2 separate regions of the Mus musculus genome follow, and region 2 is linked to region 1. Evidence: chromatin contacts called from public Hi-C data. All regions are on one chromosome and are shown on one strand. Each heading gives the region's core, a stretch centred on a gene start, on an enhancer-like site or on the middle of the called end of the contact. The rest is flanking DNA. Distances are from core to core; before and after follow the strand shown. Region 1 has its middle 380 kb from the start of Gm34430. Region 2 has its middle 320 kb from the start of Gm39919.

Region 1 (2,700 bases), core at 89-2,588:
TATCAGAACACAGTGTATGCAAATTTTTTTTAATTAAATAGAAAAGAAGAAGAAATAGAAGCAACCAAGCTACTTTTGGGAGATAGGAGTCAGCACACAGAAGTGACAACCTCCAACAAATCATGTATCCTTTTTGAATAACGCCAATTTTGATCCACATGTTCCTTCAAACTGAAATAGGACACAGCTTTCCCTACTACTGGGTCTCTGAAAAAAGATGTTTGTCAATGTTGTATGTAACTATGAGAAACAAAATAGGATATAGCAACAACAAAATACCCCAAATATACACATTAGTAACATACCTACTTAATGTTACTGAAGCATGTCTATCTCCCTGTTCCAAAGTGTCCTTATTAATCTTCGATAACATCAGTGGCATCAGATCCTATCCAGACTGGATTCTAGCAGAGGACTTTTCAAATTTTAATATGCATAATATGCATATGAATCACCTGGGGATCTTGTTAAAATGCAAATTCTGATTCTGTAGGTCTGAGGCAGGACCCAAGGATTCAACACTGTAATAAGCTCCCAAGTGAGGTGGAGGCTCAGGTCTGCACCTACACCAGCAAGATGTCAGGGAACAATCTGGAAATGTCAGTCTAAGGTAGCACCAAGCCCACACTACCAGCAACAAAGCAGTGTGCAATTCTCAAACTTTTGCCAGCTTACCTTGAAATAGTCTCTCTGGGTGTGGTGCTATCTCTGTAGTTTACATTTCTGGTTCTGAGTTTATCTAGTAAGGAGGTCCCGTGTGCCTCAAGCCACATACCACCCCTGTGTCTGCCTCGAGCTTCTAATGGCTATTCCCGATGGGGAAGGCACTAGCTTTATAGAGACTTTGTCAGTGATGTCAGCAGCCACCGGTGCAATCCTGGCTCTCATCTGTTCCTTTCCATACCCTGTTCACATGTGTTTTTTTAGGTTGCAAAGACTTGCTCAACTTTTAGATAAAGATTTTTTTTTCTCTTGATTTGGGTTTGAATCTAGGCAAAAGACTCTTCAGGTTATGGGTCTCATGAGTAGTTATAAGACCCAGCTTCATCTCACAAACTGGCTTGCTGTTTGAGGTTTTCGCCAATATCTCAGAGCATAAGTCCATTGCTCCTGTTTAAAACTGACCCCACCGTGTTCAGTCCTCCACTGATCTCAGTTTATCAATTGAGTAATGACTCCGATTTAAGATATTTATGGAGCAAAGATAACTACATCCTTTGCTCCCCATAAAGGTTCAAACATTTCCTCCTCCTGCATCTGCCAAGAATTCTCCATCCGGCCTAGCCAGATTTCCCTGCCCTGTAGAGAAAATCTTGCCAGCTCTCTGCTGCCCTCTCATGGTATCTGTTAGTACAGCGTTCATATCTGCCCTTGACTGATCCTAACGGACTCCAGGGATGCAACACCTTTGTGGAGCCTGCAGATCAAACTAGCACGGCCAACTAGACGTCTACCAACGTTTTTTACTATTTTCTTTCAAATACAGATGACGAACATCCATAACAGAATTTTGCTTCTAACCTTGAAATTCATAAAAGCACAAAGGAGGGGAACTCTGGGGCATGTTTTAAAGATGAAAGAAAAGCCCATTTGGCTAACCAGTGCCTGTAGCCTAGCCGGAAGGATTTCAAGAGATCTTGTTCCCTGGGCTCCACACTAGTTCAGAAGAATATAAATGTCTTAGGGTGGTCCTAATGGCTTATATTTCAGCAGCATTCCTGGTGATTCCAACGAATATGAAGAGTGCCTCTGTTGGGCTGTACATAAGGCATAGGCATGCTATGAAGTGAATATGTAATATGTGAAGCTCACATATTACAGAAGGCTGGTCATATTAGATTTGTTAAGAAAAAAAAAAAAGCTAACCAGTTTTCACGAACCATCCCCCAGAAAAACCCAGAACAAAAAGAGATCTTGCTTTGTGTCTAGTGTTTGCTGAGCAGTTCGTGGACTTCAAGCAACCCTATTCTACACTGTTCAGACTGCCTCTGTGCTTAGCATTAAATCTTCACACTGGTGCACAGAGGACAAAAAGCCCTGTCTGTGTGATGCCCTTCCACTCTGTCCACTCAGGGAAGGCGTCTCTCTTAATGTCATGCTCTGCAAGCTGTATACTCCTCTCCTCAGTCAGCTACTTCTGTGGAGCAGACATAGATGTTGGAAGTTTGGATGGGTGAGACAAACAGGCAAGAATGCACGTTACATAGCTGCATTCTTCAGCTGGCTTGTCCACCCAGCTTTGTGCTCCAATTGGCTTGTCCTGCTAATGTTGTATCTGCCATGTCCAAACTGCATGAAAACTCATGTCTGTCCTCAACTCTGATCTTATCTGTTCAGCAGTAGCACTCTCCTGCCCAAGCCCTGTCACCAACTCTTGGTTCCTTAGTTGTGTACAGTAGGTTGCATTCATCATAGCATCATTGTCTTTGCATCAAAACATTGGGTTAAATTCTCCACCTCACTAACCTAGATTGCCTCTCATCTTTCTTCTACTTCTGTGTAACCCAGAAAAGGCAGTGGATAATACATTGCATGCTTATTCACAGTGGGGGTTCAGTAATACTTGCCAAGGGTATTTCCTCTAAGTAGCAGCAGTCCAATACTTGGAAATAAAATTCAAGTCCTGCTCAAGCTCAGCTGATTCTGATTCTGCCCCATCAAGGATTCTTGCCCAGCATCCCTTACTCCTCTGACACCAGA
Region 2 (2,700 bases), core at 19-2,518, 160 kb before region 1:
TCACCTTTGCAAATGCAAACACAGAGTGATGGATGGTGCCTGACTCTCATCCATTAATAATATCTCATATCAACATGTGCTGCCTTTGGTAGTGCCTGCCTTCCCCTGTCTCTTCATAGTGGATACATGTGTTTCATTGAAGTCATAGAAATGTCACCCCAAAAACAACCACAAAAGAAAAAAAATCACTATGATGCTTCCATACACTGTGGGAAATAGGACAAAAAGAATGGCAAAATTAAGAAAACTAAGATTTCTTCATTACTTTATTTATTATTCATTTTTACAGTTTTTACATCCTGATCATAGCCTCCTTCCTCCTCCTGCTCCCCCCCCCCACACACACACAGCTCCTTCCCTCATCTTCCTTCCCCTTCTCCTCTGAGAAGTGGGAGGCATTCCCTGAGAATCATGCCACTCTGGCACATCAAGTCTCCTCAGGACTAGGCACATCCTTTCCCAATGAGATCAAAAAGGCAGCTCAATTAGGGGAACAGCATCCACAGACCGGCAACAGATTCAAGAACAGCCCCCACTTCAATTGTTGGGGAGCCACATGAAGATCAAGCTGCACATCTGCTACATATGTGGGGAGGGGCTAAGTCTAGCCCGTGTATGCTCTTTGGTCAATGGTTCAATGTCTGGAAGTCCAGGTTAGTTGACTCTGTTGGTCTTCCTGTGGAGTTCCTATTCCCTCTGGGTCCCTCAGTCCTAAGCCCAACTTTTCCACAACACTTGCTGAGCTCTGAACAATGTTTGGCTGTGGATCTCTGTATCATTTTCAGTAGGCTGCTTGGATGGAGCCTCTCAGAGGTCAGTTTAATGATGCAAACCCAAGTTCAAATAGAACATGCAGTCTACAGCCACTAGTCAAGTTCCCTCCCCAAGCCTCAGTTTCTCCTTTATGAAAAAGAGTACTAGTAGCTCTCCTATGCAAATGAAATGAGATGTGTACTTTGAGTGAGTGGTATCTCTCAGCACCTGGTAGGACTCTATTCTAGGAAATGCCTTTCCTTAGAGCTAATGCATTAATTCTTTTTAACGTTTGTCTTTAGAAGTAATTGACAGTCAGAGCATTTGGCAGCAGTTTCTGAAGCCAAAGAAAGTTTGCCTGATTTAGGGACAGTGACTGTTTTGTTGAGCCATTGGGGCATACTCCAAATTCAAAAAAAAAAAACCACAAAATGCTCACTGAACTGTACAGCATTAATTATACAGCCTATTTATAATAATCTTACAGAGTCTCATTACCTACAGCAGTCACAATGTGGCCGTGTCATTTTGGTTTAGGCTGAGGGACTCACAGGAAGGGCTTGTCATTCCTTCTGGAGATTTCTGTATTTGGTGACATTTCCCCAGCTTGCTGCAAAACAGTAGCTGCAATTAATTACTTTTTTGAATTGGCCACAGGACAGCTTGTAAGTTTTCTCCTGCCCTCTGTCAATTTTGGCACAATGAATTCTCTTTTAAAGTGTCTATACAACTTGCATTTTAAGCATTCCATAGATGACTAGCCACAGACACATAGTAAGAGGTTGGGGATCACTTTGTATTTGATATTTTCTTCCCAACGCAGCATTACAATCATAACCAACTCAAGATTCTAATGCTTACAGTTAAAAGCAAAGTTTAAACTGCAAAAACGTCGTTTCTTTATGCATCTAATTGCTGTATTTCATCCATCTTTTTGCTTATTTGTTTCTCATTTAGCACCAGCTCTGCACAGAAGCAGAACTATTTATAAATGCTGATTAAGCAAACTTAACAACTTCCAAGGGGGGCCTTCCATGCTCGGTGCATTTCAGTACTGGGAGTTTCATGCTTTGGAAATGGTCAGGTCAGCATAGACATGCCCAAGGTGGTTAAGATCTCAGGACCCTTTTTGTATCAAAAGCCCACCTTCAAAACTAATAATAAAGAAGGGCATTGCACTGAAATACACACAGGCCCAATCGAGCGATGATCTCCTAGTTGATTATTCATAAAACATCCCAGGGAGTAATTTTAAATATTGGTTTTAATGTAGAAAGTATGGTGTGCTTAAAATTTATCTTAAACAAAGCTTCTGTGTTATATATGTTATTATAAAATTACCAATATATTGCTTGTAAGAGGACAGTCTTCTTACAGAATTAAGCTACTTTTTATAATCTTCACCATTGGCTCCCCTGTGCCTCTTACCTGCTCGACATTAGCATCAAACCACTTTTAGCCTCACAGATAATAGCATCCAGGCCGATCTATATTGACCTCTTTCAGAAGTTCCTGGGTGTAACTGCTGTGAAATTATGAACTTCAAAGAATACCGCTGGTGCATGCTCGCTGAGAGCAGAACGCGAGCGATAATAGGAAAACACAGTAAATGTGAAAATGTGATTTCCTACAAGAAAGTCAAAGATCAAAGGTGGCCATGTCTGCTTTGTTCCCTCAGTCAATTTGTTCTTTTATTTTCATACCGGTAAAAGGGAATGCTAGAGAGTAACTTATTTTATCTCTGGCTGACGTATCAAAGCAATATGGGGAGTCAAATCTGAGAGAAAGGTGAGCTTTGCATATGCTGAGTATCTAAGGAAATGATCTATCATGTCCTCCAGAAATCCTGGCCCTTTCCCCACCACATGAATACAATTACAGGACAAAGTGAAAAGACTGGATGAGAAGTCAAGGGGATGCTAGAGGGGTAACGCAGGAGTGGGTGAA

The links. A called contact is a pair of places that touch in the nucleus more often than the background predicts.
Region 2: a Hi-C map of neural progenitor cells shows a contact between it and region 1, with 3 times the contacts expected there. The contact joins two enhancer-like sites. A contact is called at or near these places in 5 of 484 Hi-C or Micro-C datasets (cerebellar granule neurons, cerebral cortex, cortical neurons and 2 more).

Annotation. Positions count from the first base shown.
Region 1 is chr2:123,311,044-123,313,743 of GRCm38.p6, reverse strand. No RefSeq gene overlaps it. Among named protein-coding and RNA genes, the nearest start is that of Gm34430, 380 kb to the right of the region's middle. Within about 2 kb of position 1,338, at least 14 of the 459 cell types and tissues checked have an H3K27ac peak or open chromatin away from gene starts, as enhancers often do. A contact at or near this core is called in neural progenitor cells, where this site is marked.
Region 2 is chr2:123,472,554-123,475,253 of GRCm38.p6, reverse strand. No RefSeq gene overlaps it. Among named protein-coding and RNA genes, the nearest start is that of Gm39919, 320 kb to the left of the region's middle. Within about 2 kb of position 1,268, at least 9 of the 459 cell types and tissues checked have an H3K27ac peak or open chromatin away from gene starts, as enhancers often do. A contact at or near this core is called in neural progenitor cells, where this site is marked.